7 separate regions of the Mus musculus genome follow, and regions 2, 3, 4, 5, 6 and 7 are each linked to region 1. Evidence: chromatin contacts called from public promoter capture Hi-C data. All regions are on one chromosome and are shown on one strand. The core of a region is the stretch at or near the end of the contact, and the rest is flanking DNA. Distances in the headings are between cores, read along the strand shown. Region 1 holds the start of Alkbh5 (alkB homolog 5, RNA demethylase). Region 2 holds the start of Pigl (phosphatidylinositol glycan anchor biosynthesis, class L). Region 3 holds the start of Ttc19 (tetratricopeptide repeat domain 19). Region 4 holds the start of Zfp39 (zinc finger protein 39). Region 5 holds the start of Rnf187 (ring finger protein 187). Region 6 holds the start of Trim11 (tripartite motif-containing 11). Region 7 holds the start of Iba57 (IBA57 homolog, iron-sulfur cluster assembly).

The links. Promoter capture Hi-C pulls out the DNA fragments that hold promoters and counts their contacts.
Region 2: a contact with region 1 is called in a promoter capture Hi-C map of liver, with 4 times the contacts expected there. The contact joins the promoter of Pigl here to the promoter of Alkbh5 in region 1. A contact is called at or near these places in 2 of 39 promoter capture datasets (hippocampal neurons and liver) and 1 of 115 datasets of contacts at active chromatin or transcription factors (astrocytes).
Region 3: a contact with region 1 is called in a promoter capture Hi-C map of liver, with 3 times the contacts expected there. The contact joins the promoter of Ttc19 here to the promoter of Alkbh5 in region 1. A contact is called at or near these places in 3 of 39 promoter capture datasets (liver and pre-B cells).
Region 4: a promoter capture Hi-C map of pre-B cells shows a contact between it and region 1, with 3 times the contacts expected there. The contact joins the promoter of Zfp39 here to the promoter of Alkbh5 in region 1. A contact is called at or near these places in 2 of 39 promoter capture datasets (liver and pre-B cells).
Region 5: a promoter capture Hi-C map of pre-B cells shows a contact between it and region 1, with 3 times the contacts expected there. The contact joins the promoter of Rnf187 here to the promoter of Alkbh5 in region 1. A contact is called at or near these places in 3 of 39 promoter capture datasets (liver and pre-B cells), 1 of 115 datasets of contacts at active chromatin or transcription factors (pancreatic cancer cells) and 1 of 9 other capture datasets (liver).
Region 6: a promoter capture Hi-C map of pre-B cells shows a contact between it and region 1, with 2.8 times the contacts expected there. The contact joins the promoter of Trim11 here to the promoter of Alkbh5 in region 1. A contact is called at or near these places in 4 of 39 promoter capture datasets (the C10 cell line, liver and pre-B cells).
Region 7: a contact with region 1 is called in a promoter capture Hi-C map of pre-B cells, with 3 times the contacts expected there. The contact joins the promoter of Iba57 here to the promoter of Alkbh5 in region 1. A contact is called at or near these places in 2 of 39 promoter capture datasets (liver and pre-B cells).

What each region holds. Positions count from the first base shown.
Region 1 is chr11:60,536,121-60,539,508 of GRCm38.p6, reverse strand. Alkbh5 (alkB homolog 5, RNA demethylase) reads right to left here and starts at 1,826. Exons shown (of 4, transcript NM_172943.4): 1 at 314-1,826. The coding sequence starts at 1,086.
Region 2 is chr11:62,456,843-62,460,230 of GRCm38.p6, reverse strand. Pigl (phosphatidylinositol glycan anchor biosynthesis, class L) reads right to left here and starts at 1,790. Exons shown (of 7, transcript NM_001039536.4): 1 at 1,537-1,790. The coding sequence starts at 1,771. It also overlaps a transcript of Ncor1 not described here.
Region 3 is chr11:62,279,967-62,283,354 of GRCm38.p6, reverse strand. Ttc19 (tetratricopeptide repeat domain 19) reads right to left here and starts at 1,882. Exons shown (of 10, transcript NM_028360.2): 1 at 1,662-1,882; 2 at 1,467-1,570. The coding sequence starts at 1,842. Zswim7 (zinc finger SWIM-type containing 7) reads left to right here and starts at 1,960. Exons shown (of 5, transcript NM_027198.1): 1 at 1,960-2,098. The coding sequence starts at 2,023.
Region 4 is chr11:58,902,639-58,906,026 of GRCm38.p6, reverse strand. Zfp39 (zinc finger protein 39) reads left to right here and starts at 1,802. Exons shown (of 5, transcript NM_011758.2): 1 at 1,802-1,912; 2 at 3,120-3,284. The coding sequence starts at 1,910. It overlaps Gm12257 (a long non-coding RNA gene), which reads right to left and starts at 1,681. Exons shown (of 4, transcript XR_879896.2): 1 at 1,512-1,681; 2 at 532-738; 3 at 1-120.
Region 5 is chr11:58,937,174-58,940,561 of GRCm38.p6, reverse strand. It overlaps Rnf187 (ring finger protein 187), which reads left to right and starts at 1,656. Exons shown (of 4, transcript NM_022423.2): 1 at 1,656-2,167; 2 at 3,330-3,388. The coding sequence starts at 1,778.
Region 6 is chr11:58,976,247-58,979,634 of GRCm38.p6, reverse strand. It overlaps Trim11 (tripartite motif-containing 11), which reads right to left and starts at 1,542. Exons shown (of 6, transcript NM_053168.2): 1 at 991-1,542. The coding sequence starts at 1,395.
Region 7 is chr11:59,161,866-59,165,253 of GRCm38.p6, reverse strand. Iba57 (IBA57 homolog, iron-sulfur cluster assembly) reads left to right here and starts at 1,509. Exons shown (of 3, transcript NM_173785.6): 1 at 1,509-1,903. The coding sequence starts at 1,563.

The DNA.
Region 1 (3,388 bases), core at 577-3,076:
AAATGCAAGACAAGGAGACCACATTCATAGAACTCGAACTCCTATGCTAGTCTTCAGAAAGATGCTTTCAGATGAATTCTCAGATAAGCTACTATGGCCACTTCAAACCTGCCTGCAGGTACACAATTCCACATTAGTCTTATCCTGCTATGAGTTTCAGACACAAGCTTCCTATGGTTTGCACGCAAAAAGAAAAAAGGCGAGTCAGAACCATAATAAGAACCGGCTCCCGCCAGCTGTGGCTTCCCCGGAACCGGGTGGACACTTTTAGGCGGCAGGGTGCAGGGCCAGCCCCTCCTCCCAGGTGTGTTACCTGAGCACAGTCACGCTCCCCCTGCGCACCGGCAGAGAAAGCACAGGTTCCGACACCCGGATGGGCTTGAACTGGAACTTGCAGCCGAAGCAAAGTGCCGAGTCGCTGAAGAAAGACACGGACACGATGGGGCGCTCGAAGATGTGGATGGGGTCAACGTGGGACACGATGCAGCCGCCGGGCTGGTAGTCGTTGATGACCGCGCTGTTGACGAAGCCCTCGGGGATGACGCGGTGCTCCACCAGCTTCTGGATCACCAGCTGATGCACCCAGTCCGGGATCTCGTCGACGTCGCCCGGCGGGTAGAGGCGCTCCTGGCCCGGCCCGCGCTTCTGCAGCTGGGCCCCGTACGTGTAGCCCTCGCCGAAGAAGTACTTGTTGCGCAGGGGGGCCCGGTCCACCGTGTGCTCGTTGTACAGGCCCTTCTCGGCGCGGGACACCACCTCATCGATGCGGGCCTCGATCTTGGAGCACTCATCCTGACTGAAGAGCCGGATCTGCCGGATGCCGCTCTTCACCTTGCGCGCCTCTTCCTCCTTCTGCAACTGATGCTCCTCGTAGTCGCTGCGCTCGGGGTCCGAGTCCTCCTGGTATTTCCGCTTGGTGGTCCCGGACGCCGGGTAAGGCTCAGCGGCGGCCGCGGCAGCGGCAGCGGCAGCCACGGCGGCGGCCGCAGCGGCGGCGGCCTCCCGACTGCCCGCCTTGTAGTTGTCCCGGGACGTCATGGACTTGAGCTTCTCCCGCAGGTCGGTGTAGCCGCTGGCGGCCGCCATGGCCCCCGCCAACTCAACTCTAGGGTCCTCCGCGGCGGTCCGGCATGGCTCTCAGGGGACCCGAAAGGGACCCGAAAGGGAAGCGAGGGTCCTCAGTGCCAGGCCCCCATGCGTGGCTCAAGGGACCAAAGGGGTAGGCGTAGAGGGGCCGGGAAGGGGTCGAACCTCAGCCGCGGTCGGTCATGCAGCACCAGCTACAGCGGGGCTTCCTCCTCCTCCACCTTCTCCGCGTCCTGAGGGAAAAAGGCGCCGGCAGCGCCTCATGCCGCGGAGGGCTTCGGCCAAGACTCCGCCAGACTCCCGGTCGGACCCTCAGACGCCCGGCCCGGCCCGCACTTTAAAGCTCTCCTCACGACGTCACCGCCAGCCCGCCCGACCTCCGACAGCGCCGCTCCTTAGCGGGCTTCTCGACGCGCGTGCGCACTGCCGGCGGCCACGAGACTCCACGTACTTTGAGCATGCGCGTGCGTGCCGCCCAGTCGGCGGAGAGGCCGGCGCATGCGCAGACGAGGCCCGCTCGTCGGCCGCCGCCCCTCCCCCCACCCGCGGAAAGCTTCGAGAACAGCTCCCGAAAACAACAATTTGCCTGCACGCCAAGCCGCCTCCGGGGCCGAGGGACTCCACCCGCCGGAGTGTGCTCGCGGTGTCCACTGGACAGCGCTGCCGCGTCACGGCATCGTGCGGATGCCCGCAGACGCCTCAGCTTCCAGCGCACAAATCCTCGGGAATCGCCACAACCCAGTCCGCCCCGTGACCGCCCCCTTTGGAGCTTCCACTTTCTTAATTGGACTGCCGGCCACGCGTTGGGCAAACACGGACTGGAGTTTCCAGAGTCGGTTGGTAAATCATGCTTGTCAATCAACTAGTCTCCTTGGCTACTGCGTCCATCACTTAATTAGCTTCGGGCAGAAGCTCGAGGACCCCTGAAGAGTGAATGGGTGGCTAAGTAAGTGCCTGAATGGAGTTCTCGGCGACGAAAAGCCCTCAGGACTCCGGTGAAGCTTCGGAAACAGTGGAAAGTTAAAATTACGGGCAGGAGAGCATCAGGCCCAAACTGTGGAGCAAGCCAGGACAACAAAAGCTGGAGGCGCGCGGTCCGGGCACCCACACCCCATTCCCGCCGCCATCGCTTCCCGAAGCGGACGTTCCACAAGTCACGTCCCGGGACTGCCCACGGGTCGCGCAGCCGCGGGCACGCGCACGGGCACGTCACGTTCCTACTGGGGTTGGGCGTTGTTATAGGGGGCGACAAAAAGGCTTTCCTGTCTGAAGGGCGCAGATTTACCACGGATCGGTCCAAATTGGAAATATTCTTCAGACAGAAAATAAATAAATTGCACAGTGGGATGGTAAATGCGTCTCAGCACTCTGGAGACTGGTTGGAGGATAGCTCACAAATTGGATGCCAACCTAGGCTACACAGCGAGCCTCTGTCTCAAAACAACTACAACAAACCCAAACAATAAAAAATCCTGAAGCGGAGGAGAAAGCCTGAACAAAGGTTTAGCCGTGCTGGAGGTCCCTGGGCACTCCAGCAAATAGGAATAGCAAAGAGGTTCTGCTCTGAACCTCCCCAAGATGAATTCCAGCTTCCTTTTCTGGTTCCCAGTCCCTTTTCCAGTCTTTGATACTCCGTCAGATTTTCATATATCGCCGCCCCTCCTGGCTGTCCATGCTGTCTGTCATCTGTAATGCCTGTCCATCTACAGTGTCTGTCACACAGCTCACCCCTTGTCTTCCAGGCATCCCAGAGTCTGGTGTGTAAAACCAGGAACCAGTACTTACCTCGAACGGTGGTTGTGAGGATGGAATGACGCAGCAGAAGGATTGCTGATACAGCATCCAGACCTCAGTCTTCTAATCTGAAAACTGAGGGTGGCAGCAGTCTCTGTTGGAAAGTGGGGACTGTGTGGTAACTTGGAAAAGTTTGTGGAGTGGAAAGCCAAGAAATTAGGGAATCCAGGCCACCCTCTCTCCCAAACAGCAGGCAGACAAAAGGGAAATGGGTCTGGGGATTCCCGGGGCAGCCCCTTGGGCCCAGGTGACAGAGAGAGGGTGGAAGGGCAGCTGCAGGTAGAAGATGGACTGAAGGGCAAAGCCAGCTGAACTGGACTTGAGCCCGGTCTGTACTGTGTGAACACCTGGTGGGTCTCTTACCTGAGCAGTTTGCCTGGGCAGATTGAAGCTTTTCAGGAGCCCAGCTCTCTAAGCCTCTGATCTGCCTTTCATGGCGGGAGCTCTTTACCACTGCACCCAGATGCACCTAATAGCTAAGGTCCCCAGCTCTGCTCACCCAGGCAAA
Region 2 (3,388 bases), core at 541-3,040, 1.9 Mb before region 1:
AGGCATTTGCCACCCCTGCCCAGCAAGTTCCCAGCATTCTTATTGTAGTTCACAACTGGCTATGACTCCTGTTCCAGGGAATCCAACACCCTCTTTTAGTCTTTGTGCACACCATGCATTCATGTGCTACACATACATGCATACAAGCAAAGCACTAATACATAAAATGTAAATTAAAAAAAGAAAAGAAAAGAAGGTACTCTTTCCTTGTTTGGAGCCTCTCCACTCTCAGGAGTTTTTTTTTTTTTTTTCTTTAATAAATCTACATTAATTCTGTTTAAAAACCAGAAATAATTCTCCCAAATTCAGCCAATTTTATAAATCAATCCTGATGATTTCTGTTTAAGATCAGTTATTAAAAAAAGAAAGCCGGGCGTGGTGGCGAACACCTTTAATCTCAGCACTCAGGAGGCAGAGGCAGGCGGATTTCTGTGTTCGAGGCCAGCCTGGTCTACAAAGCCAGTTCCAGGACAGCCAGGGCTATACACAGAGAGAAACCCTGTCTCGAAAAACCAAACCAAACCAAACCAAACCAAACCAAACCAACCAAACACCCGAAGAAGCTGGGCAGTGGTGGCGCATGCCTTTAATCCCAGCACTTGTGAGGCAGAGGCAGGGAGATTTCTGAGTTCTCGGCCAGCCTGGTCTACAGAGTGAGTTCTAGGACAGCCAGGGCTATACAGAGAAACCCTGTTTAGAAAAACAAAAAAACAAAACAACAACAACAAAAACACCCCTGGCCCCCCAAAAGAGAACAACACAACAACCACATGGGAAAAAAGGTCCTGAGCAATTTTGAAAATCAGCTTTATTGAGGTATACTTTGCTATAAAATTCACCCACTGTATGTATACACTTCACATTGTCCAGTCATCACCATATTTAGGGTATCCTGGTTTTCTCGTTTGTTTTTGTCTGTATCATTATTCAAGTCTCATTTTTGAAGAATTCTTTTAATAATAGCTGGGTACAGATGAACTCTAAAATTATCTATAAATGTATTTCTATTTGTCTGAAGTTAAACAAAAAATCTCCCAATTTGACACATGAATCTTTGTAGCAGAAAATGGGTTTCAAAGCAGCAGGAAGGTCTTTTGCTATTATTAGGAAAGAAAGTTGGTGGGCTGAGCAGACACCATACAGCTCAAATTGTCTGGTGCATGATTTTATTTGATCCTTTTGCAAATAGACGGTTCCTCAGGATAACAGGTCAGGCACAGCGGCTCACGCCTGGGATGCTAGATTACAGTGAGACTGTCTTTATAAAAAACCCAAAACATCCAGTACAGTCGCAGTTCCCAAAGGAACATGAAGGTACTGAACGGAACCAATGATGAACAACCACTTTTCTGCTCCTCGATTTGGCTAGGATGGAATTCGCTCGGGGTTCCCTAACCTATCTGGGAAGTCGGCTGTTTCTGTCCCCAGACTGACCAGCACAGAGAAAGTAGCTACCTACGACAGAAAACCTTTCCGGAAGAAGTTAACTAAGATCGGTTAGTTCCCTAACCCAGCGACCCTCCTACAGTCTCCTACCTGAGGAGAAGCAGAGCAGGGACACCTGCTGCTCCAGGCGTGCCAAGCCTAGCATGGTGGGAGCAAAGAACATGGCTTCATCGTCCGGGTGCGCGATCACTACAAGGGCCCGGCTTCCGGCTCCCGGCAGGCCCGCCTGCTCCGGAGACCTCATTCGTTCCGCTGAGTTCCAAACCCGGAGGAAGCCCCAAGTCAGGACAGCCACGGCCACACACAAGAAACCCACCAATTCCATGCCGGGTAAGTGGCACTGCGCCTGCGCAGGAAGGCAGGCTGCGGGTGGACTCGGGTTCCCTGCGGGAAAACGGAACCGGCTGAAACTGCGTTCCGTGGGTCAGAGTGCGGCGGCGGCTGGAGACCAAGATTCGTGGTCTAGCGTGGAAACTTCCACCCATACTGCCCCGTCTCCTCGGTGGCGGAATCCTCTATCTGCTCCAGTTTCAGAGCTCAGCCGCACTTTGCGGTCTTAAGTGTCTTTCTTACCGTTCAGTGTGCTTAAAAGGAAGGAAGCATTTTTAGAGTTATTTTGAGATCGCGTCTCTCTCTGCGTGTTCCCCTAAACTCACTATATGCAGACCATGCGAGTTTGCAATGATTCCCATTCCTTTGCCTCCTGAGCTGGGATTTCAGGCGTGTCAGCACGCCGGCCAAAAGGGAAGCATTCTAAAACAAACGTCAGCATTCTCCTTTCAACTCGTTTTATGACTTCAAACTTTGTATAAAACAGCCCGTTATCCGGAATAAAAGTTTTTCCGAAGCGGGTCACCGTTTGTTCTTTCTCAGATGGCGGCTTTGCAAGAGGAAAAAGTAAGCGGCTAAGAGGAAATGTCATTTCACTCGAAGGGTGAGGTCGGCAGGCCCCTTAAGTTTTCTTAAGAGGCAGAGATTAAGGAGCCACGCCGTGGAGGAGGCCTCGCCCGCCATGCCGAGGAACACTCGGTGTGAAATTAACGTGCGTCCCAGCCACGTGGGCTGAGGTTTCTCTTTGGCGGCGAGGGGACGGGGTAGCCGCTTTGGCGGCGCGCAGGGGTCGCAAGGCTAACCTCGCGCCGGGCTCCCGGTCCTTTCCCACGCCTGAGGGGAAGGCCCCGGGCGCGCGGGAGTGGCAGGCTCGCGGGGACGCTCCAGGCCGAGGACGCGATGGCTGCCACGGCGGCGGCGGGTCGGGCCGGAGGCAGCGCTGCCGGGGCGGGCATGAGTGCGAGGGACAACTTGAAAAGAACCGGCGCGGCGTCCGCGACCCAGGAAGCGAGGCCGAGGTAAGAGCCGCACTCCGTTCTCCCGGGGAGGGAGTCGTCTCCCCAACCCTCCGGAAGGAGGAGGAGCCCAAGTCTGAGCCGCCTCAGCGCGGCCGCCCGGCCTGAGGGGGAGGGAGTGGGGTTGAGGCAAGATGGCGGCTAAGGTGGCGAAGCTGCGGCGGCGGCGGCTGGAGTGAGCGCCCAGCTCGCCGCGCTGCCGAGCGAGGGCCGGGCGGAGGGCCGCGCGCCGGGGCCGCGCCCCGGTCGTCCGGCCGTGGGGCGCGCCGGCTCTCACTCCGCCAGCTCCCGGTGAGTAGGCTCGGCGCCTGCAGCCCCGGCCTCCGGGCCCTGCTCGCCCGGGAGCTTCCTCGGGCTCCCAGGGCGCCAGCTTCGGATCAGCCAGGCCAGGGGCGTCGCGGAGGACGCAGGGTTAGGGCCCGTCCAAACCGCAGGTCTTTTCCTCTCCCTCCCCCAGGGGCGAGTCGGGTGCGGTGGGGAGTTCAGGCTAGACGAGTGGAGGCTCCTGGAGTTTGGAGGAAGAATGGCCTTAGGCGGGCGGACATCAGCCCGAGGTATCTGTCCATTTGGGAAGGGGCGTGCGGTGCCACCGCGGG
Region 3 (3,388 bases), core at 633-3,132, 1.7 Mb before region 1:
GACCAGGCTGCCTCCTGACCCACAGAGATCCACTTGGCTCGGCCTCCTGAGTGTGGCAGTTAAAGGTGTGGACCACCACACCTGGCACTGTGTTCCTACCGAAGCTGTTCGCCTTTCGTCTTCTTCTCTTCCTGAAGATTACAGGGAATCAGGTAGGACAAGTAGGCATAATTAAAACTCACGAAAAGAGGAAGAAAAACAGCACAGAAGAATGACAAGAGGAATCTGGAACGTGTTCAAGAGAATGAGAGTAAAACTGAGGTAAAGTGACTAAGGAGTTAACCATGTAACGAAATGGACAGAAGAATGACCCCAAAAGACAGGGGTGAAAAGAATGGATCTTCAGAAGACATTCGAGGACGGAGAGGTGGACAGAGGGTCCTGAATCACATCTCTTGCCACAGGAGGATGAGACGCTGGCTTAGATCACTTCCAGCCCTGCAGCCTCTGACAGGGGGTTTGTGTTTTCTCACAGGTACAGGGAGAAGTCACTCAGCTGTCAAACAAGAAAGCACTACTACAATCTGATTTACATTTTCAAACCATCACTCAGGTTGCTACACGGAGAAAGGACTGCGGTTGGGGCAAGAGAACAGGACCTGTGTGAGGAAAACTGGGGGAAAAGAGGGAATGGAAAAAGAGGGCAGGCGATTTGAGAAGTGTTCTGGATTTGATGGCAACTGTGTTTACTGCTGTAACTGGGAATTATCAACAACACACTTTAAGAACAATTATGATTATTTTCTGTTTTTTTTTTTTTTTTTCTCCTCTTTTTTGAGACAGGGTTTCTCTGTGTAACAGAATCCTGGCTGTCCTGGACTTGCTTTGTAGAGCAAGCTGGTTTCAAACACAGGGGTCCGCCTGAGGAACCACTATGATTTTTTAGGCTTAATTTTTTAGGTGATAGAGAGAACACTGTTAAAGCCATATTTGGGGGGAAGGAATTTAAGAAAAAGTGCTTAGTCCCGGGCATGCTAAATCTGAGAGATAGCTGTGGCCTTGCAATAGAGACAGCATGTCAATGACACACTGCAGTCTGAACACAAATCTGGACGTTGTTGGCATTAAGTCGATATTGAACCCGTAGGAAGAGATGAAATAAACCTGGAGGGGGGAAAAAAAGGATGTGGAGAAACAGATTTAGACGCAAACCAATAGGCATAAACGATACTAAATTGCATTTTCGGGGCGTCATTCATAGTCTATGAACAAAATGTCATTCGGCTTGGAGGTTAGCTGATTAAAGCCACCCTCGCAAAACATCCTCAATCAATACGTTTGGACAAAATAAATAAATAAATAAAGGAAATGTGAGGGTCTCCACCTGCACTCACAACTGCAGCGATTCTGCTGCAGGATTCGCTCTGGACCAGTCTGGATGGATCCCAACCTTCCACCCAGGGCCAATCCATCCAGGCCTCGGGAAACCGGAGCAGAGAGCGCGCGCGCCCGGTCGAGCCCCTCACCTTGGCTTGCTTCAGCAGCTGGATGATCTCGGCCTCCGCCTCGTCTGACGCGTCCTCTCCCGGCTGCTCGGCCGTCGCCGCGGGTCGCGAGAACCAGGCGAGAGCTGCGAGAAGCGGCTCAGAGGTCACCGGGACCGGCCCGTGCCCGCGTCCCCGCCCCCGCCGGGCCGGCCCCGCCCGGAGCGCACCGCTCACCTGCCAACAGCGGCAGCACCCCGTGCCCCCGCGCCGGCGCGCCTCGGGTCCGCAGCCGCTCCGCGCCCGTCCCCGCGTCGCCCGTCCGCTCCGGCAGCAGGCGCGCCGTACAACCCCCACACCGCCGGCCCGCGGCCCGCAGCAGGGTTCGACCCAGACGCCAGCGAAGCAACCGGAACATGCCGACGGGTCCTCCCTCAGAGATCCACTAAGCCACGGCTGGCCCGGGACGCCCCGCCAGTCCGCATGCGCGATGACGCATGCTGACGTCACGCCGTCTCGTCCCGCCCCGCCCCGCCCCCGGCCTGCAGGGCGCGTGAAGTTCGCAGCGCCCGGGAGGAGAGAAGACGGGCGGCGTGCCATGGCGGTCGCGCTCCCGGAGGTGGTGGAAGAGCTCCTGAGCGAGATGGCCGCCGCTGTGCGAGACAGCGCGAGAAGTACGGCCTGCGGGCTTTTATTCTTACCCCGCATGGTTATGTCCCTGAAGCCTGGGCCCCTTAAATCGCTTAACTAAATAGAGGGATTTGAGTGACTAGACGTCAGATCCCTGAGTGCGAGCCGGTGTGCGGGAACCCCGGTACTTAAAGAGAGCCACTGGGTACATCCAAGGAGTGGGCGAGGGCTGGGATGCGGAATGGCAGATGCGTAGACAATTTCGAGTTACTCAGAATCTTTATCCACAATCCGTGATGCAAAGTTTAAAAATAATACCCTTGTTTACTACTTTGTTTAGTAAATAGATTTTACTAAAAAACATTCAGGGAGGCAAAACCTTTAAAAAAAAATCGGGAAGTTGAAAATTACTTCTTCCCTCTGGCCTGTAGAGGTCGCCCTATGCCTGTCTCCAACAAAATGACCGACCAAGGATGATCTTTGCTTACTCACCAGAGTAGGAGGATCTACCAAAAGGGGAAAACTAGTAATGAGGATCTACTATGCAGCTCGGCTGGTAAAGAGGCTTGCCTGGCATGTAGAGAGCTGCCGTGGATTCCCCACCACCGCACAAGACTGGGCACATGGCTGTAGTCTCCGCACTTGGGAAGTGGAGACAAAAAAAAAAAAAAAAAAAAAAAAAAGAAAGAAAGAAAAAGGGAAAGTTTAAGGTCAACCTCAGCTACATAATGCTAGGCCAGACTGGGCTGCTGGAGACTTTATCTCAAAAAACTGGAGGTGGGGTGGGGGGTGCTTTTGAAGTGTAGACTAATTAAAGCACTCTCCCCAAAAATAGCCTCTCTAAATGATAGCCAAATTAGAGCACAAAACTCCTATTGTTCATTGATTGTGCTCTGTGAACTGGTTTGAGTTACTGCTTCAATGGGACTAGAAAAGTAAACGAATAGTCTCATTTTGGTCTTTTACGTAAAAGATTCAGCCAACCAGGTATTCAAACATGCTTTGACTTCAAAGAAGTTGTGGGGTGTTAGTCTGTTGTGAGGTCTTGCTTCCAGGATTTGACCACAGATGTTCTGAGATGCTGGAACGAGATGAGTTTTACAGAACAGGGCTGTTGGTTAATCCATATGCCAGTAACTGAAGGGGCCCCCTTACACAGGAGCAGACTCTCAATTCCTGTTTATTTTTCAGTAGAGCAGTTTTCAGTATTGGGTCTGGGTATTCCTTTCTAATCCCCAATCTTCCTTGGTAACCGTGCAGAATATAAGTCCAGGTTGCATGTATATGATTTTGACCATATAGAAGCTATGATTTCCTTTCCTGGGTAACTTGGT
Region 4 (3,388 bases), core at 553-3,052, 1.6 Mb after region 1:
TAGTCACAAGCATCCCCAGGATTCAGGGAGGACCAGAGGAAGACACAAGCCAGGAGGACCAAGTCGTTAAGTGGGTTGTCAGCACATCCAACAGGGGCCAGGGGCTTAGCCTGGCGAAACCTGAGGAGAGACTTAGTACCAGGGCTGTTGTAGCAGCCCAAAGGTGAGGATGAGAACTAAACTCTAGAGGGAGGGGAGGGGAGTTGTCTCATCCACAGGGAAGAATCAGAAGCAGGGTCACAAAAGCTACGAGGCCCTAGAGGGGCTGTGTATTTATGATCAGCTCTGAAGGAAAGGTAGGGAAAGAAGACAGGAAGGGGCCCAATAGCTCCTGTGGGCCTAAACACTGCAAGATTGTAGCTCTCAGGAGGAGGGGGCAGGTGAAGAGAGCCAGCCGTAGCCTCAAAGACCGTGGCTGGGGGTGTGGGGGGGTACCTCTGCCTCCAAGAGTACCAGAGGGGCGCCAAATAACTCAATAGCCACTTCCGCAGACTCAGGGAAGTGTTTGAACTGACCGAATGGGAAATTTACCTAATGCCGCTGGTGGATGGGGCCTGGGGGGCTGAGAGGGGAGGCGCTGAGCTATCCGTGAGTCAGAACGCCAGTCTGCTGCAGATGGACTGGAGGTGAAGGATGGGTCCCAATATGGCTCAGACCCCAAGGGGGTGCACAGACAGGAGGAGGAGCCTCTTCAGGTCAGGACACCATAAATGTTACAGTTCCGAGGGGAAAAGTGTCCTGGCAGATGGGAGCCAAAGAACAGCACAAAGTCACACCACACAACAAACCTCACAACAAGAGATTTATTCGGACAAAACACAAGTAGGTAGCTGCCTCTGCTCTGGAAAGAAGTAGCAAGGAGCAACGGAGCTGGAGGTGGACTTTTTAAGGGGTTTCTTGGGGAAGGGGGCGGGCACAGAGCTTTCCAGGATGAGGATTGGTGGGATTTGAAGTCCGGATCTTGGGGCAAGCTCAGGGGTTGGTGAGATTTGAAGTTCTGAGCTTAAGGGTTTTTTTTTTTTTTCTTATGGGGCGGAGCTTAACCTGCAGTTTTGGCCTATAGAACGTTTTGTAGGTGGAGCCTAGTGGTTGGAGGGCCTCAGGGGCAGGGCCTGGCCACTGGGTGCTCTTTGAGGGGCTTATATTTCCTATTAATACAGTCAGATTAATTTTTCAATGTGAATTCCAGGAAAATTTAAATGACAATGTGTGTCACATTTTATTTGTACTTGACATTCTCGTTAACAGATAGTTTCTATTTGATTTCTGTCAGCTTCTCTATTCAAAAGTTCTGGGGCCAAAGATCAAAGACAAAACACACACACACACACACACACACACACACACACATACATACACAAGAAAACGTTATTTGAAATTTAAAAATAATTGTCATCGTTTTCTTTACATTTGTGAATAATATATTCCTATGTACAGTTCATAATTCACATGACATAATTCACATAATGAACTAAATGCTAATCTCGTCATCCACCTGGAGTGAGCTTTACCTTCGGACAAGGGGAGCATAGCGGTCAACTCATGTAATCTCAGCGCTTTGGAGCCCAGGCAGAGGGACTGCCATGAGTTCGAGGCCAGCGTGGGTTTGTCTTGAAAAACAAAATACAAAACAAAACTGAAAATATTTCGCAGCAGCCACTTTTTGGGGTAGTCTGCCTTTCTCAAGTCATCGATTGGTGCTATCTGTGGCCAATCAAGGCACGATGATGGGGCGGGGACTGAGGGGCGGTCCAATCAGGAGCGCAGCCCGGGCACAGGGGCGGGCCTTGGCGGGTTCGCTAGTTCGCGGGGGCTTTGTCTCGCGCCATCTTTACATTTGATCGGTCAGTTGAGCTGGGGTGTCCGGGTGCCTCAGGCCAGTCAGCTGCCGGAGGCGGACGGGGGCGCCATGGTGAGTGCTGCCCGCAGGAACCGGCAGGGTTCCGGTTTCCTCCGCTTTGCCCTGTGCAGGCGGTTCGGCTCTGCGAGGCCTATGCAGGGCTGAGCCCACAGGCTGTCTCCCTAGGTCTTGACGTGGCTGAGCCGCCACACTCCCTGACTCTGCAGGGACACTTGTCCTCAGCCGCACTCTTCTCTTGGTCCAGACTCCGGTGCCACAGCTGCTGTGTCCGGTGTCTCACTGTCAAGCAGTGACAGCCCTGGATGCTGGAGCAGCCTGAGGTGTGGCGTGAGCCTGGGCTGGGGCATCTCCTGGCCTCCGCATTATCAGCAAGGCTCTTACTGTACTGGCTTGTGTGGAGAGTGTAGTGAGAGAGCACGTGCAGCGTCTCTCTCTTCCACACTGGATTCACGTCCTTTGCCGTAATGATGTATCTGCTCCCTATGGCTCTGGAGACACCTATTTGTGAAGTGTATGTACTTGGTAACCAACTGTCAGCTCGATGGGATTGACTGCTGCCTACATTAAAAACACACTCTTGGCTGTGTGAGGGCCGTTCCAAAGGTGACATTCCAATGACTCTGGCCTCATGAGTAGATTAACCCCTGCATTACTGGTGGGGCAGAGTTGTAGGAAGTTAGTCCTAAGTGTGGCTGTGGGTATCAAAAGAATCTGTGCCCTTCTTTACAATGGGGCACAGAAAAATTTCAAACTCCATTTAAAATCCCCATTTCCCCTAACATCGTAAAATCTCAAATAGAACTCAAAACAGTTAGTAGAACAAGTCAGAATTCCTGCCTCTTTGACTGGTCTGTAGCTATAATTTACATTATATACCACGGAATCTATAAGTTTCAAGTTGATACTCTTGGAAGTGTCTTTCTAATACTATGTCATGTGGAAGGAAGAAACTTAAGTTTTTATAAATACTGTAAATGGTATAGCAAAGCTTGTGTCAGTACTTGGTGTGTTGTGATATTGTCTAACAATTGTTTTGAAGCATTTTCCAGCATTTACTTTTATGACAGCAGAAAGTTTGAATTGTGTACTGGGGGCACTGCATTTGCCAAGAGCACAAGATGACAGTGACTCCTTTGCTGGAGACGAGAGTGGGGTGTTGTTCCTTTGAATTTTGCTTTAGTTCATGTGTGGTTGCAGTGTGTCCGGCACAGAGGTGGCTCTAAGTCACTCACATGGCATCTCCAACATTGCTTTATAGAGGAACTTGCAGCCTGACAGTGTGGAGAACTCCTTGAGTCAACTCCCCAGTCGATGTCTTGAAACTAGAAAGCGTAAGAGAAGCTACAAGAAGAGGCCAGTCACCTACAGTTACTGGAGACGGACCCAGCGGAATAGAGCAAGAAAACACAAGGCACCAGTAAAGGTAAATGGGGAACTAGAGAAGGTCATGTATGTGCGTGTTATCTTCCTTATTCCCTTGCCTTATCTAGAAACAGTGGTATGAAATTATAAGTATGCAATGTACTC
Region 5 (3,388 bases), core at 407-2,906, 1.6 Mb after region 1:
GGATGCATAATGCCCTGGGTTTGAGCGCCAGACCTCAGTAACAATTTGAGAACCATGTTGGATCTGGCTATGGTCAGTTAGATGAGTGTGAAAGTGCCTAAGTACAACTGATTTTTTATTTAATTAATTTTAATTAATTTATACATAAATGCTATATCTGTTGAAGAGGTTGGCTCTAAACCCCCAAGGATACCACAATTTAAGGACACTCCAATCCCTCAGATAAAATGTTTCTCTTACACACATCACATCTCTCTCTCTCTCTCTTACACACACACACACACATACACAATTCTCTTTCACTCACAGACACAGACACACAGACACACACTTTTATTTATTTATTTATTTATTTATTTATTTATTTATTTATTTATTTTTGAGACAGGGTCTTACTATATAGCTTTGATTGGCCTGAAACTCACTGTGTAGACAAACTGGCCTGGAACTCACTGAGAACTGCCAGCTCTAATTCCTAAGTGCTGTGATTAAAAGCATGTATCATTATACCCAGCTAAAACATCATAATATTTACATGCATCTTTCTATGTAATATTTTTTTCCTAGATGACTTATGATACTTAACAGGATGTGAATACTGTGCAAATCTTCATTCTATTGTCTAGGAAATAATGACCAGAAAAGGGCTGTATAGCTTTAGTACAGATGTGGCTGCTGCCATAGTGTTTGGAGCATATAAATGGCAACATCACTGTCTTAGTTAGGGTTTCATTACTGTGAAGAGACACCATGACCAGTGTAACTCTTATAAAGAACATTTAACTGGGGCTGGCTTACATGTTTAGAGGTTCAGTCCATTATCAAGGCAGGAAGCATGACAGCATCCAGGCAGACAAGGCTCTGGAGAAGGAACTGAGAGTTCTACATCCTGATCCAAGGCAGTCAAAAGACTGTTTCCCGCAGCTAAGAGTGAGGTCTCAAAGCCCACGGCCACAGTGACACACTTCCTCTAACAAGACCACACCTCCTAATAGTGCCACTCCCTGGGCCAAGCATATTCAAACCACCACAGTCACATTTACAGTTATATCCGCAATCTCAGTCTGAAGAGTCACACATTGCAGATAGCTGACTACAGCTGTATTAACACAATATTCTTTAGAGTGCTTTCCTGCAAAACGTGCTGCTGTTCTGTGTGCACAGTGAGACTCCCTGACTTCATTTTATGTCGCTATCTTAATTTGGTCATACTCCTGGTTGACTACACAGGCATCTGCCTACCTAGCCAGTTTTATCCTGCTTCAGGGCTGAAGGTATAGCGATAAGTCACCCTGGAAAAGCCTTTCCTGACAGACCACCTCCCAAATTATCTGTGGGAGATGGGCAATTATTCATGATGTTGGGGCAGTACCCTGCAGGATGAGTAATCTTATAGGACACAGGGAGTATCTTTGTAAGGATCTGGGTTTGGAGCCCGCGACTGACACCATCAGGACAAAGGTCGTGAGCTGCTACGGGAACCAGTGTGGAAGAGAGCTCAGCTGCTCAATCATGGGCAGGGCGATGAGCGAATACCAGAACCTGAAATGAGAGCGCACAGCTGCAAGGACCTGGATGGAGGAATGCGCAGCTGCCAGGACCTGGACGTCAGAGCGCACGGCAGCCAGGACCCCGCCCCGCGCGCGCGCGTGCCCGGCGTTGGCGCAGTCTGGGTCTGAGTCGTAGGCTGAGGCTCGTCGGCCTTGATCTCCGGCCGGTCCTCGGCCCTTCTGCGCCCTCTCCGCCCGCGCCCTCGTCGGCGCCGCCGCCCGCAGCCCTGGCGCTCCCCGCGGGCCCAGCTGATGCCATCTGCGCCCTGTGTCAGCGCGCGCCCCGCGAACCGGTGCGCGCCGACTGCGGCCACCGTTTCTGCCGGGCGTGCGTGGTGCGCTTCTGGGCCGAGGAGGACGGGCCCTTCCCGTGCCCGGAGTGTGCCGATGACTGCTGGCAGCGCGCCGTAGAGCCCAGCCGCCCTCCGCTCAGCCGCCGCCTCCTGGCTCTCGAGGAGGCGGCCGCGGCGCCGGCGCGCGATGGCCCTGCCAGCGAGGCCGCGCTGCAGCTGCTCTGTCGCGCCGACGGGGATCCGCTGTGCTCCGCCTGCCGCATGGCCGCTGGCCCGGAGCCGCCGGAGTGGGAACCGCGCTGGAGGAAGGCCCTGCGCGGCAAGGTGCGCGAGGGGCCCCTGCACACTGTCCACCTTTGTGGCTTACCTGGAGTCAGGCATTCGATCAGTGTGCTGACCTCCTCTTCCCTCTCCCGCATCCCATGGGTGCCCAGCACCCTCCCTTCCCCGGGGACCCTGCCATGCTAGGGGCTCTTGGATCCTGGAGTCCGTGATTCTGCCTTCCTTCATCTCTATTATCTGTCTCCCGGACCCTGCTATGTCCCTCGAGCTATTATCTCTAGCGCATGCTCCTCCGTCCCCCTTTCATCCCAGGTCTCTGGCCTAGCTGTGCCTTATCTCTATACAACCTTAAGACTTCTATTTTTCTCGAATTCCCCTCAAGTCCCGATCCCATTCCTCAAGGCCTCTTGCTCCTATCCCGGTGTGATTTCATCGGTGCAAGCCCCGCCCATCCACTTGCTTATGGAGACCTGAGAGTGGTCTTTGGTCTACCAGTTACCATTTGCAGCCCTCTGAGGGGCTGTCGGTCCACCTCATTCAGGAACCTTCTCTGCTATACTCTCTTGGTCATTGCACGTAGCACCTGCCACCGGGCAGAAACCGACTATTAGACTCTGTGTGAAGATGGGTTGCAGGGATCTAGATAGAGTATCATCCCTGACCCAGAGAGAGATGTCTGAATAGCCAGGTAGGAAAGCCGTGGTCTCCGCCCGACAGGAGAGAAAATCGTAGCTTAGCGTGTTTGAGGGTGCTGTTATCCTTATGTTCTGCAATGATGCACCATGAGCCTCTGGAATAAGTTGTGAAGAACACTTTTGAGGTGGAGGCCTGTGGTTACATCCAGGTCCCAAACTGAGGTAGATACACTCTGTCAGAACATACTGCTGGGGTTGTCCTATGGTTTGTCGTCCCCTTACTAAGACAGCAATCTCCACAAAGACCAAGCAGGACACAGAGAAGTCAGGAAAGTCACTGTCTTAAATCAAGCTGACACTAAAGGGGACCTACCTAAAATCCTGGAATCACACAGCTGACCTTGAATTGCCTGCTGTACACCTAGTTCTGAAGAGGTAGAAGCACAGGAGACCCTTTTACGAAACAACCACTTTCCAGCAGAGACCGGACGAGTAGTTCCAGTCGCCAGACTGCTGATCGGGGTGTTCAAATCCTTCTTCCCAGGCTCTAACCAGCTTCTCTCTCCCAGGAGAACAAGGGCTCTGTGGAAATCATGAGGAAGGACTTAAATGATGCCCGGGACCTGCA
Region 6 (3,388 bases), core at 293-2,792, 1.6 Mb after region 1:
CTCTAGTGAGTGGAGGGATGGCTCACTGCAGGCCCACTGGTCACAGGGAAGAGCTATCTGCCCATTTCCTGGCGTTACCAGAAAGCAGGCTGTGTCCCCCACACCCAAACCTGCTCCTGTGCTGAACAGCCACAGATACCTAAGCGTACGCAAGACAGAGCATCCATTCTGCAGGAGGGAGACACCCTCTCTGCCATCAGCCTCCTATTTCACAATCATTTCCTATTTCACAAGGTCTCTTTCTGGTAACTCCACACCTTTTGGGATAAAAGGCCTAAGGGTAACTGCTTCTCTGAGCTTTTCTTTCTCTTTTCTTGTGTGAACCCCTATGCAAGAGAAACTTAGTGTTACTTAAGCTGATCTGTCTTGTCTGTTGTTCAGACAGTGAACTTAACAGGACAGAGGACAAAGGTTTTCTTTTTTGGCAATAGAGCAGCTTTAGTGTTGTCCCTTCAGGGCTTATCATGTCATTCGTGGAGAGATGTGGGTCTCTTTCAGCACCATTAAGGGGTTTGGTGGCAGGGGGGTAAACCTGCCAACCAATCATCGGTAAACCGGGTATGGACGAAACGAAATGAAAAATTACTGGGACGATCTCTGTTTATAAGCTTTTTAAGTTTATAAGTTTATAAGTTCACCTTTGTGCTAAAGTCCAAAGTAAAGGAGACTTGGTGCCTGGTTTATTCTGGTCACCCAAGTTCATGCAGTGATGGGGACACACTGGCAGAGTATCAACTCTGACACAGGCCAAACTGTTGATCTGACAGCGGGCCCCTTCACAAGCTCTCCAAGCTGAGTCTGGACTGACTACCAACACCCGGTTTTCCCCAGAATGCACGTGCATCTCATCCTGGAATAAGACAGGCTACAATCCCGACCCCGTCACAGGATCAAGTTAACTGTAACTCACACTTCCTCAACTCAGGGCAGGGCAGTAACGGGACATCCCTTCGCACCGGGCACTGGCCGGCTGCACCCAATGGAACGCACCTTGAGGTCGTCCGCCGCCTCCTGCAGCGGTCTCACCCGGTGAGTCCAGTGCTCCGAACGCTCGCAGATGGGGCACAGCAGGCTGAGGTCGTCGCCGCAGAAGGTGGTCAGCGGCTCGCGGTGCGCCGCACAGACGCCCTGCGGGACCGGAGAAGGCGGGTGCAGGCGTCGTGCCATTTCTGCCATTTTGGCGAGCGGGCGGTTGGGCCGTAGGTTCCTCTGCGCCGACAGCTCGCGACACTCGGGGCACGCGTATGGGCCCTCGGGCTGGCCCCAGCAACGTCGGATGCACTCGCGGCAGAAGTTGTGGCCGCAGTCGGTCATCACCGGGTCGGTGAAGTAATCCAGGCAGATGGCGCAGGTGGCCTCCTCCTGGAGGTTGGTGGACAAGTCTGGGGCAGCCATGGTGCTGGCGTCTGCGCCTGGATCGAGCTTTTCGTGGTGCACCGGGATCGGGCAACTCCGCCGCGAGAGCGCAGTGGGAACGGGCCAGGAGCAGGTAGCGGCACTCTCAGCCTCCTGGGTAGTGGGTACATCCGGCACTAAGCTCTCAGACTTCCGCCGGAAGAGAAACCACAGCGGAAGCAGGAAGCTAGTTTTTATTATTTTTTAGAACCCGTTTGTTCTTGGGTTGGCCGCTGTGTATCGGGGCTCGGGGTCGGAATCGAATTATAGTGCAAGAGATCGCATTTTCGCCTCTCTTGCGGTGACAAGTCTCCGCAGGTGGTGTCCCCGCACCCCAAGATCCGGATGCTGCAAACTTTGGCCATGGGTTCTGTAGCTAATCTCTTGTGCACTGTGTAAACCTTTCTCCGGTCAATACAATGGCCAGTGAGCTTAGGCAGGAAATTAGAAGGTGTGATGCCTGGAAAAGAGAGGGGCCGGGGTGGATGCCGGGATCGACACCGACGCAAGTTTGGCCCCAGAACGCTGATGGAGATAGCAGCAAAAACTGAGAACCAGGTAACCAGCCACGTGTGGCAGAACTTAGAATAACGGGATGATTATGCACGAATCAGGAAACAGTCAAAGCTTATGGTGGTGACCGTCTGCGGCCACAACTTCTGCCGCGAGTGTATCTGACGTTGCTGGGGCCAGCAACTTAGAAAAGTTGTGGACAGCGAGTGCTAAACTAGAAAGCCAGGCACGGCTTCTCTCCCGTAAGATTTCCCGTAGCGGCGGGCTGAGCGCTTGAGCGGCCGTCTATAAGCAACTGGGTAGCGAGCCGGAACGCACTCCAGCCTGCGTCTGCAGCGGCCCGGGTCTAGCACTCCCGCGGCTGCTGAGTCAGGCAGCGGCCGGCCACGAGCCTCTGGCGTGGCCCGCAGGCGAGCAGCTTCTCAGAGCTGCACGAACCAAGCGCAGTTTGCGATCCAGAGCTGGGGCACATAGGCCTGGCTTTCAGCCGGTGGCTGCAGGTAAAGACCTAAAGCCATTCTCGAGCAGCAGGTCGGAAGGGCCTGCAGAAAGATGGAAACAATGGGGGCAGCCTCCTGAACTGAGCTGAGGGGTTGAAGTTAGCCACCGTAGACACTTGCTGGTCTGTGGAGCCTGCAGACGCACTAAAGAACAAAAGGAACATTTTCCCGCAGCGGCTATGGGACTAAAAAGCCCCAAACTTCTGAACCGGTAAGGTATTAAGTTTGAAAACAATAAAAGAGGAAAGAGACTAAATATAAAACATCGTAGACAAATATAGTTTAAGTTGGTAAATCGAAGTTTTTAAGGAGATAGAGATTAAAGGGAAAATATCTTCTATGATAAAAATGGAAAGAACTCAGTGGCACAGGGCATCTAGAGTCTGTATAATTTTTGCTATAGTTATCAGCATATAAATAATTTTTTTCAGTAACGATAACAAATTTTCTATATCTTTTTAAAGAGAGATCAAAAGAAAGCAAACTTAGATAAGGAGAAGACTGGAAGATGTAGGTTACAGGCCTTAGAAGAAAAATTAGAAAAAAATATAAATAAAAATTAGGAAAACTCTAAAGTAGTAGAGATACGACGAGAAAGATATCTGAAAAATGAAGACAGGTCATAGAAGAGAAATTGGAAAGATTTATAAATAAAAATGAAAATACTAAGATAGTAGAGCTACAAGAAGAAGAAAATATAAAAAATGGAGATGGGTCTTAGGAGAAAAATTAGAAAAAAAATTATAATTAGAATTGAGAAAGATACTGAGATAGACAGGGGAAAGAAGGCTAAAACATTCAGTACCACCTTGGAACAAGACTGAAAAGGGCAGTCTACATCTGTTAAAAAACCTAAAATGATTTTCCAGACTTGATAAAGGAATTGGGAGGAGATGAAAGAAATTCACAGGGTTATCAAGAATTTGAATGGCAACTTCTAGAAGCACAGGATTTTAGAACGCTTAAGGAAGCAGTAATGA
Region 7 (3,388 bases), core at 260-2,759, 1.4 Mb after region 1:
TGCTGGTGTTAAAGGCATGCGCCACTACCAAGCTCCAAGTCCATTTCGAAATTCTTTTGTTAATAAGACTAAGAACACACAAAAGGAACTCCAGTTTCCCTGGTAGCAATATGATCCAGTATGCCCCAAAGACCCAAGAACAGGGACTCAAAGAGACATCCGTGTAGTTGTTTTCATAGCAACACTTTTCCTGGCTCCAAGAATTGGAGACCTCCCAAGTACCCGTTGCCAGCTCAGCACATAGGGAAAGGTAGGCATTACCGTAATAAAAAAATTTTTTTTCGATACAGGATTTCTCTGTATAGCCCTGGCTGTCCTGGAACTCACTCTGTAGACCAGGCTGGCCTCAAACTCAGAAATCCACCTGCCTCTGTCTCCCAAGTGCTGGGATTAAAGGTGTGTGCCACCATGCCCAGCTATAAAATACAATTCTTAAAAAGGGAAGGGAATTCTGATACGTGCTATACTGAGGATGGGTGCTCCATGAAGAGAGCCAGGTGCAAGAGGACAGGCACTGGTTCTCAGAGGCTTCCAACCCACAAGGGCAGAAAGCCAACTGTGGGCACCAGCGGCTGAGTGTGTGTTCTGGGAGGAGTCAACGTTCTGGAGTTGGATGATTGGGAGATAAAAAGTTCTGGAGTTGGATGATAGTGAGGGCTGCGCAGCCGTTTGAACAATGCCGATATAAATGCACTAAAAGTGGTCTCGCTGGCTGGCTTTCATCAACTTGCCACAAGCCTAGCGATATCTGGGAAGATTCAGAAAACGCCTCCATAAGCTTGGCCTCTAAACAGGTCTTGGCTTATATCACATCAATGACTGATGTGAGAGGGCCCAGCTCACTGTGGACAGGTGCTCCTGGGTCGTATCAAAAAGCAGGCTGGACAAGCCATCAGAAGCTGGCCGGTAAGAGCCCTCTTCCAGGGCTTCTGCTTCAGTTCCTGCCCTGAGTTCTCTCTGTAAGTGGGTGTGACCTGAGAGTTTTCAAATGAAGTGAACCCCTTTTCTTCCCAAGTTGCTTTTGGTCATGTTTAGTATAGCAATAACAAAGTAACAGTGGTGAAGATAATACATTTTATACTGTTCGTATTTAACCGTGAACAAGGAAATGCCTAACTTTTTTCCTCCTTTTTTTCTGGGCAGTACTGGGGATGGGAACCATGGCTTCCTGCCTGCTAGGAAATGCTCTACCACTGAGCTATCTATCTTCAACTTTTTATTCGGAGACAGGATATTCATTTTAAGTTGCACAGGCAGGTCTTGAACACGCATCCTCCTGCCTCTGCCCCCCGAGAGGCTGGCTGGGATTGCACACCAGGACCGAGGTAAGATGGCAGATTTCATGTTTACTTATTTACCACGACCACAAGCGGTTTGACCAGGAGCCAACTAAGGAAAGGGTCACCGGGTGGCTCTAGCCTTGGTGTTTATCTGGGCTTGCGCACCCATCCACTGGCTGAGGTCCCGCCCACTTTCCCCCCCACGCACGCGCGTCGCCAGCCGCCGCCGCCGCCGCCGCCGCCCGGGGCCGCTGTGGTGCCCGCCTTCACTTAGCGCCCAAGATGGCAGCGGTGGCGCTGCTTCGGGGCGCGGCTGTGGGGCGCAGAAGCCCAGCTTGGCACTGGCGGCTGAGCGGGACCGCGAGTCACTGCCTAGCCCGTGGCTTTGGCCTTCTTGGCAGCAACCCCGCGGACGGTGTGGCCTGGACTTGCTTCCGGCTGGACGGGCGCGCCTTAGTGCGCGTGCGCGGCCCGGACGCTGCACCCTTCCTGTTGGGACTATCGACCAATGAGCTGCCGCTTTCGGGGCCTCCGACCGGCGCGGCTCAGCCCTCTGCGCGTGCGGCGTATGCCCATTTCCTGAATGTGCAGGGACGCACGCTCTATGACGTCATTCTGTATGGGTGAGCTTGGGCGGGGCAGCAGGGCGGGGCAGTAGGGTCGTTAGAGTGCTGAGGGAGCAGACCTCCAGAATCCCAGGAAGGATGTCCAGGATAAGATTTCTAGGGAATACTGGCTAGACACCCTTGGGAAGAGGCATAATTAGATTATTCTGGAAATGACTTTCTGAGGACAATCTAGACTTAGGGAAGGGGTCACCTAGAGGCGGATGTCCCATGGAAGGCATCCAGGTTGCGCTAGTTACTTGCACAGAGCGTTGTGCCTGGGACCCCAACCAGTCAAGTCAGAAGCTTCTGGAGTTATTTTCAAGATGGGTGCTTCAGCTTTGTCCCTCCCTCCTCACTTCTTAGAAAGATTTCGCTGGTTCGTGGGACTTTATTCAAAAAGCCACTCTCTGCACAGCCTCTCCACAGTGACAGATTGTCCCAGTGTTCTGAGAATCCAGTTTTTCCCTTATTTCTGGTTCCTCTTTGCAGTGCCAGCTGTTTGCCTGTATGGTCTCATTATCTATACAGCAGACCTGACTGTGACTGTAAATAGTGTTTGCTGGCCAGTCTGGGCAGGGCCTGCGTCTATAGCATTGAGTCTTCAGCTGCTCACCTTTATAGGATCTAAGTCGTGAAGTCTCAGCATTGTCTAGTAGGCATGTGAAGACCCGCCCTCCCTATCCTGTCCCTGAGCTGTCCCTTGACTCCTACCAAAGTCCAGGCCTGGCTGCCTGTCTCAGCTACCCGGTGTCTTTCCAAGTTGGTTTTTGGTGAGCCTCTTCAGTAGCCCCTAGATGCTCATTGGGAGTATATGGGGAATCCTCATATCTGGAGAACAGTTCCTGAACCCCTGAGGGTAGCTATTCCAGGATGAGAGTGGTGGATGAGAATTGACAGCCATGGCACCACTATCCAGTAGTTGTCTGCATTCTGTGGGGGGAAATCTAGAGTGCCTGTCTCCAGGTGCTGAAAGGCCACAGTGATGTGCTTCCTAGAGATCCTTTTCCCACATTACTTCGCTTAGTGAATCTCTGAATCTAGAACTGTGTCAGCAAATGACAACCCATGGGCCAGACCCACTGTGATGCTTTGGCATATAGAGTTCTGTGTGAACCCTGGGATGGTGTCTTCCAGGCAGTGTTCGGGCTGTGGTGACTCAGGGCCTTAAGCCTAAGCCAGTCATTGCCCTTTGTAGAAAACATGCATGGACTCCATACTGGAGCCTTGGATCTGCCTGTGTTTCCAGGTCGCCATCATCTCTCCATGTTACCAATAGGCAGCTGGAGTTGATTCAAGCGCTAGTCTTTGGTGGCTTCCATTCCTCATGGTGATTGGCAGTGGTTGCTAGTATAGAAGCAGTTGCCCTCTCGTGTTAAAGACCCTAAGCGTCTTCAGCCTTGGTCCTGCATGTGTTTACAGGTCTTGTGGACCTCATATAGGGATTCCTCTAGTCTTGGCAGCAGCCAGTGTTACAGCTCTTGTACGGGCTATGGAAGTTGA